2 separate regions of the Gossypium hirsutum genome follow, and region 1 is linked to region 2. Evidence: chromatin contacts called from public Hi-C data. All regions are on one chromosome and are shown on one strand. The core of a region is the stretch at or near the end of the contact, and the rest is flanking DNA. Distances in the headings are between cores, read along the strand shown. Region 1 has its middle 96 kb from the start of LOC107941136. Region 2 holds the start of LOC107945336 (homeobox-leucine zipper protein HAT22).

Region 1 (3,001 bases), core at 222-2,721, 130 kb after region 2:
GTCAACAGTTGGTCGAAGAGATTATTGTCAAATGGTGGGAAAGAGATTTTTATAAAGTCTATCCTTTAATCAATCCCTACTTACGCATTCTCGATCTTTTTTGTCCCTAATGGAGCCCTTGAAAAGCTCCAGTCTATGATCTGCCGACTGTGGTGGGGGGTAAGGATAAGAATAGAGGGTGGAACATGCTATCTTAGGACCGGATGTGTTTTTTGAAAGGCATGGAGGTCTGGGCTTCAGGGACTTAAGGCGTTTTAACGTGGCTTTGTTAGGTAGACAAGTGTGGCGGCTTATTAGTTGTAAAGACACATTATGCTATAGAGTCCTGAGCGCTAAATATTTTTCGGATGGTGATGTTCTCTATCCTAAGTGAGTTGACAAGCCCTCGTTTACGTGGAAGAGCATTGCTAGGGCTGCTAGTATTTCGCATGAGGGTTTCAGTTGGAATGTTGGCAGTGGTGGTAAAATTGATATTTGGCAAGAGAACTGAGGCTTTGAAAGGATTTTCGGTGACCCTATTTGCCTCAATAGAAGGGAGGACCAAGAGACTAAAGTTAGCGAACTACTGAATGAGAAGAACGATGGCTGAAACGAGAGGAAGATTATGGAGGGATATGGTGAATATTTGGGGGACCAAATTTGAAAAATTCCCATTCCTCATAACGGTCTGGATAACTATCGTATTTGGTTCCATAGTCCCCTGGGCTCTTATTCTACTAAGTCTGTTTACTCCTGGTTAACCCTAAAGCATGTGGGGTTTGGCCCCTATCGGTTCTTCTGAAGGCTTACGTGGAAGCTGTAACCTTTGTCGAAAATCAGAATTTTCTGCTGGCGCCTAGGGCACGACATCCTTCCTACGTACGAGAAAATTTCTAGCATCCGGAGGGAGTTTAATAGCATTTGTCTGAGATGTGGGACTGAAAAGGAGACCCTCCTTCACGCAATGAAAGACTACCCAAAGGCTCGGGCAGTGTTGGTATATGGGGGCCTTAATAATAACTTGCTCGAGGGTCGCTACTGTCGGTGTGTGACTGGATTGAAGACGTGGCTCGTTCGCTGGACAAAAAGGCTTTTTCAGACTTCATAACGGTGCTTTGGAATTTCTGGAACAGCCGGAATAATAAAGTCTTTCATGATATGGAGGAATAAGCCAAAGTGACTTGGGATAGAGCTGTTGCATTAAGCCAGGATTTTCACATTTTTAACATCTTGGAGAAACTGATGCTTCCTAAACCAGTTGTGGAGGTGGAAGAAGCCAGGACAGGGGGTGGTTAAAATAAATTTCGACACTGCTGCAAATGGTAGGAAAATGAGCTTTGGTCTTGTGGCGAGGGATCATGACGGCTTTGTTCTTGGTGGGCAGGCGGACGTCTGGACAGGAATGTTCAAGCCGAATGGGCTAAGCTGTATGCACTGGAGGAAAGTATAAATCTTGCGCGAGCAAAAAATGGTTAAGGTTGGAGTTTGAATCTGACTACACCAGCTTGGTGAATCGGCTTAATAAGACGAATGTTGACTTTTCAACCATGGGCTACCGTATTCAGGAACTCCTCAAATGATTGGATCCGAGTTTTAGTTTTAATTTTGTTTGAGCCCCGCGTAGTTCCAATAAAGCAGCAGACCATCTCTGTAATTGGGCTTCTATTCATAATTGTATTAAGGATTTTAATATGGATTATCCTCTGGAAATCCATGATATTATTTTAAGTGATGCAATAAATTGAGGTTGACCTTCGGGTCTTTTTCTATTAAAAAAATAATCCTTTGTCATAAAATCCCATTATTTCACCTAAAACTCTTGGAAATTTTCATAGGCACCAAGGATGAAGTAGATATTTTAGAAAGTATGTTCAACAATTTAGACACAATAAATTAGTAGATGGAAGTCTAGAAAATTAGAAGAAAAAAGAAGGATAATGATGATGTTGAGAAAGAACTGGAGAAGTAAAAGAGAAGAAATTATTGTCAAAAGATGTAAGTTTCAATATTAACTTTACTTGTATCTCTATGAGTTGAGTTAACTATGTAACAAATTAAATGTGTGATATGTAAATTTTAATTAAAATAGTAGAGATAGAAAGTATTTAATTAAGTATGATATGTAGAAACACTAAGTTTTCAAGTGAAAGAGAGAAATGTGATTTGTATTATGAGAAGTTTCAAGGTAAAGAAATGAATATAATATCATTATTATATGTGTGTTTAAATGGAAGCTAATGCAAAAAACCATGAAAAAGTAAATATCATCACTAAAACAATTTCTGGACAGCAATAGTAACTTGATTTTAAAAATTCACCAAAAATTATAGAATATGAGTTCAATGATGAACCAAGTATTAAATTAAATTTTAATGAATCTAGTTTTGTACAAAAGAAATGGTATAAACATTGAGAATGTATTAAATGAGTTATATGCATTTTAGTGAGACAAGGTCAGATGAATTTTGAGATCCCTTATTTTAAATTTGAAAAATCATTAAAATTTCTAAAAATATAATTAGGATATGAAATTTATATTTCTTAAAATCTTACTGAGTCAAATTCCAAGAGAAATCAACAAAAATATTATAAGAATTTTGTACATAAAGATAAATAATATTTAGTTGAGAAGGGTCAGAGTTGCCTAACAGTAGAACATGAGAAGATTTGAAGAAAAACTAGTATTAATCTACTTTGAACTAAGTTTTGAAATTTTTATAGTAAAAATTTCATTGAGACTAGTTTCAAAAACAACAAGTAGAACTTAATTTTGATTTCTATAGGCCAAGATAAAAATAATTTAGTGATTGCTACTCAAGTAGACAACTTTGTTAAGAGTATGTGTAATTAGTGAAAGAATAATTAATATTACATATTGGCATGCTATACTAAAAGCCAAAGATTCTCGTATATATACATGTACATATAGGATGTAGAATGGAGAGGAGGAAGAGGAAAACAATATAAGGGTTGTAATGCTAAAAGGTTGTTATAAGTATGAAATTGTTAATACATAAGAGAA
Region 2 (2,975 bases), core at 165-2,664:
GCCGGCATGTGCATGTAAAAAGGTTGAGCCGCCAGTTTCAATGCCTTGAGTTCTTGTAGTTCCTTTTGCAGTCTCCTGTTCTCATCTGTCAGTGTCTCACAGCACTTCTTCAAGAACTCACAATCCACCTCAGTTTGCTTAAGCTTCGTCCTGCAGAGGGAAAGAAAAAACCAAAGATTTTTTTTAAAAAAAATTTTCTTGTTTGATGAAATTAAAAAGTGACATGCAAAAGCTTTCTGGGTTATATGATCAATTTACCTTGCTCTCCTGTTCTGGAACCATACTTCAACTTGTCTTGGTGTCAGGTTTAATTGCTTTGCTAAAGCTTGCTTTTGCTTCTGTTTTACCATAAAATATAACCAAAGATTAAATCAAGCCGATAGTGATTGATATACATAGATGGAGGATTTAGGAAAAAGGTGAGAGAGGTTACAGGATTGAGAGTGCTATGCTGTTTGAAGCTTTCCTCGAGAAGAGCAGATTGTTCTTTGGTGAGCCTGAGTTTCTTCCTTGCATTAACACCTTCTTCGTCTTCATCACTAACTCTAGACGAATTCTTCTCTACCTCTAATTCCTCGCTGCTAACCTCTCTTTCTCTCTTGACTCTACCACTAGAAAACGAAGAAACAGCACTATGAGGAGAAGCTTGACGACGATATAAATCACCGGCGCCAGGTTCCTCATGGTGATGAAGATAACCACTTTTATTGACATCCGACTTCTTGGTCACTTGGTAACCCTGATCACCAAATAGACCCAGGGTCAACGACGGTTCAAAAGTTGTTGGAGGTGCCACCGTCGTGGCTGGTTGTTCAAACTTAAGACATGATGGCTTCTTGGATGGAGTTTCCAGGGCAGATGAGAAGCCTAACCCCAGAACAAGGCCTGTATTACATGCATCATCATCAAGACCCATTAAGCTTATCAAAGCCAGTGGAATTTGGTAGGCTTTCCTTTGTTATGAAATGTGAGAGAACGAAGGGGAAAAATGGAGGAGAGGGGGGGTGGTTTGAGAGGAAATGAGGGCGCAAAAGGGGGTCTTAAGAAGGGAAGTTATTAGTCCAAGGAATGAATTGGTATGAAAAAAATTAATAATAATAATGAAAGCTCCTTTTTCTCTTTCTTCTTCCTTTCTCTCTATACAAAGGTTGACCATTGGAAACCACTCCCCCCACTACATTCATCACATTATCTTAGGAAACAAACAATTCTATGGAAATATACGCACAATCCACATGGCTGGTGTTAATACATCAAGAGAATGATTCGTCAGCACTTGGTCACTCCACTCACTAACATACCAAATTTAAACTATTAATTACTACGCCCACTTTTTTCTTTTATGCATATTGTTTTTTTACTTTTTCATGTTTCAATTATCTACCCTATTTTTTACTTTCTTTTTAACTTTTGTCTCAAAAACCCATTTCTGCGTTTTCATATAAATATTTTTTAAAATTTGTTATTTCTCTAAATTGCTTTTTATATATACTTACAGAAACTTAGTCCAAACATACTTGATGTTCTACTTCACTTTCCTATTTTTAATTCGGAAATGTTATTGAATACCAGTAAGCAATGATTAACGTGGTATTAAAAAAACCATACATTAGAGAATATGATTTTTCTTGTATTTTATGTCACAAATTTTTTTTGTTTTCTCTTTCCCGAACAATACCCCAATAATTAATATATACAGCCTATGTTCTTGCAGCCGTTTAAAGATTACCTTAGGCCGTAAATTTCCTTGATGTACAGTAGTGTTAAATTGGATCATTATTAAAGCCTGCCTTAATTAATTTGAAATTATTGAGGGGGGGACATATTTGGATACTAACAAGCTCCCTTTACATCAGACCACATGAACTGTCTCCCACTCCATGCCTAGTTTAACTGGTCAGAGATGGGTACAATGTCACCGTGCTTACCAAATATTTCACTTCATATCCATTTCCATATCTTTTTGGCTTTTTATTTAAAGAAGTTGGTGGGCTGTTTTAATTTCCCATTACTTGAATAATTATGAACATGGAGATTAGAAAAAGATGTCCACTATCTCTTTTATAGTTTCAAAAATAAAAATTAGGTTAATTCGATTTTATCAAAATTAGAAAGAAAGAAAGAAAGAAAGAAAGAAAGAAAGGAATAATGGTGGAAGAATATGATTCATGACCAAATATTGGGATTGTTTGCTTAACTAGAAAGTAGAAGTGGGAGAGTAATGGGGCCTACTGCCTCCCTATCCTATACATGTATAAGCACTTCCCAATAATGCTTTTGTCGGCTACACTTATCAGAAGTTAGGTCACCCATAAAACATGATAATGCCTTTAAAATAATACCAACTAACACGACATCAATCAAGCCTTTGGTAGGTGTTACTTGCTAAACCCATATTTATAATTTATATATATTTTAAAAAGACAAACAAAAAAATTATGGGAATTTTGCTTTCAGGGACTTTTGATGGTTTGTCTCCTAGACCAGTCATTTTTCAGAAAGGTGTGGTGCACTTTGTTCCACGAAATATAATGGGCTTGTTTTCTCTCAGTCTTTGGTTAAAAAATAATTAATTTTTAGCTGATTAAGTTTGAAATTTGGATAAAAAAGTTTAACAATAATCCTTTTTATTTGAAAGGATTTTTGTTGTCTTTTTATATGGCGAGCTTGGGGCTAGGCTGAAATGCGTGTGTGTACGGTGACTGCGCATATTTGAAAAGGTAGGTTCAGCCAACGCCAATTGAATGACTGCCCTCAGCTTCAAGATAATGTGCTGTGACTTATCCGACAATTTTATATATATTATGTTATATTATTAGAATATGCCACATGAACAATTTTTTAATATTATATTTAATTAAAAAATTATTATAAATTTTAGAGTAACAAGAAAACAAAACAAGATCAACGTACGTGAACATATCAAAATTATTGGTCATAACCTATCACCCAAAATTAAAATTAAACTTCTTATT

Evidence for each region. Hi-C and Micro-C count contacts between places; a contact is called where the count stands out from the background.
Region 1: a contact with region 2 is called in a Hi-C map of leaf, with 3 times the contacts expected there. The contact joins the enhancer-like site here to the promoter of LOC107945336 in region 2. A contact is called at or near these places in 11 of 34 Hi-C or Micro-C datasets (anther, callus, hypocotyl and 3 more).

Annotation. Positions count from the first base shown.
Region 1 is chrD12:26,227,105-26,230,105 of Gossypium_hirsutum_v2.1, forward strand. No RefSeq gene overlaps it. Among protein-coding and RNA genes, the nearest start is that of LOC107941136, 96 kb to the right of the region's middle. Within about 2 kb of position 1,472, at least 2 of the 9 cell types and tissues checked have an H3K27ac peak or open chromatin away from gene starts, as enhancers often do. A contact at or near this core is called in hypocotyl and leaf, where this site is marked.
Region 2 is chrD12:26,092,943-26,095,917 of Gossypium_hirsutum_v2.1, forward strand. LOC107945336 (homeobox-leucine zipper protein HAT22) reads right to left here and starts at 1,415. Exons shown (of 3, transcript XM_016879295.2): 1 at 434-1,415; 2 at 259-338; 3 at 1-150. The coding sequence starts at 916.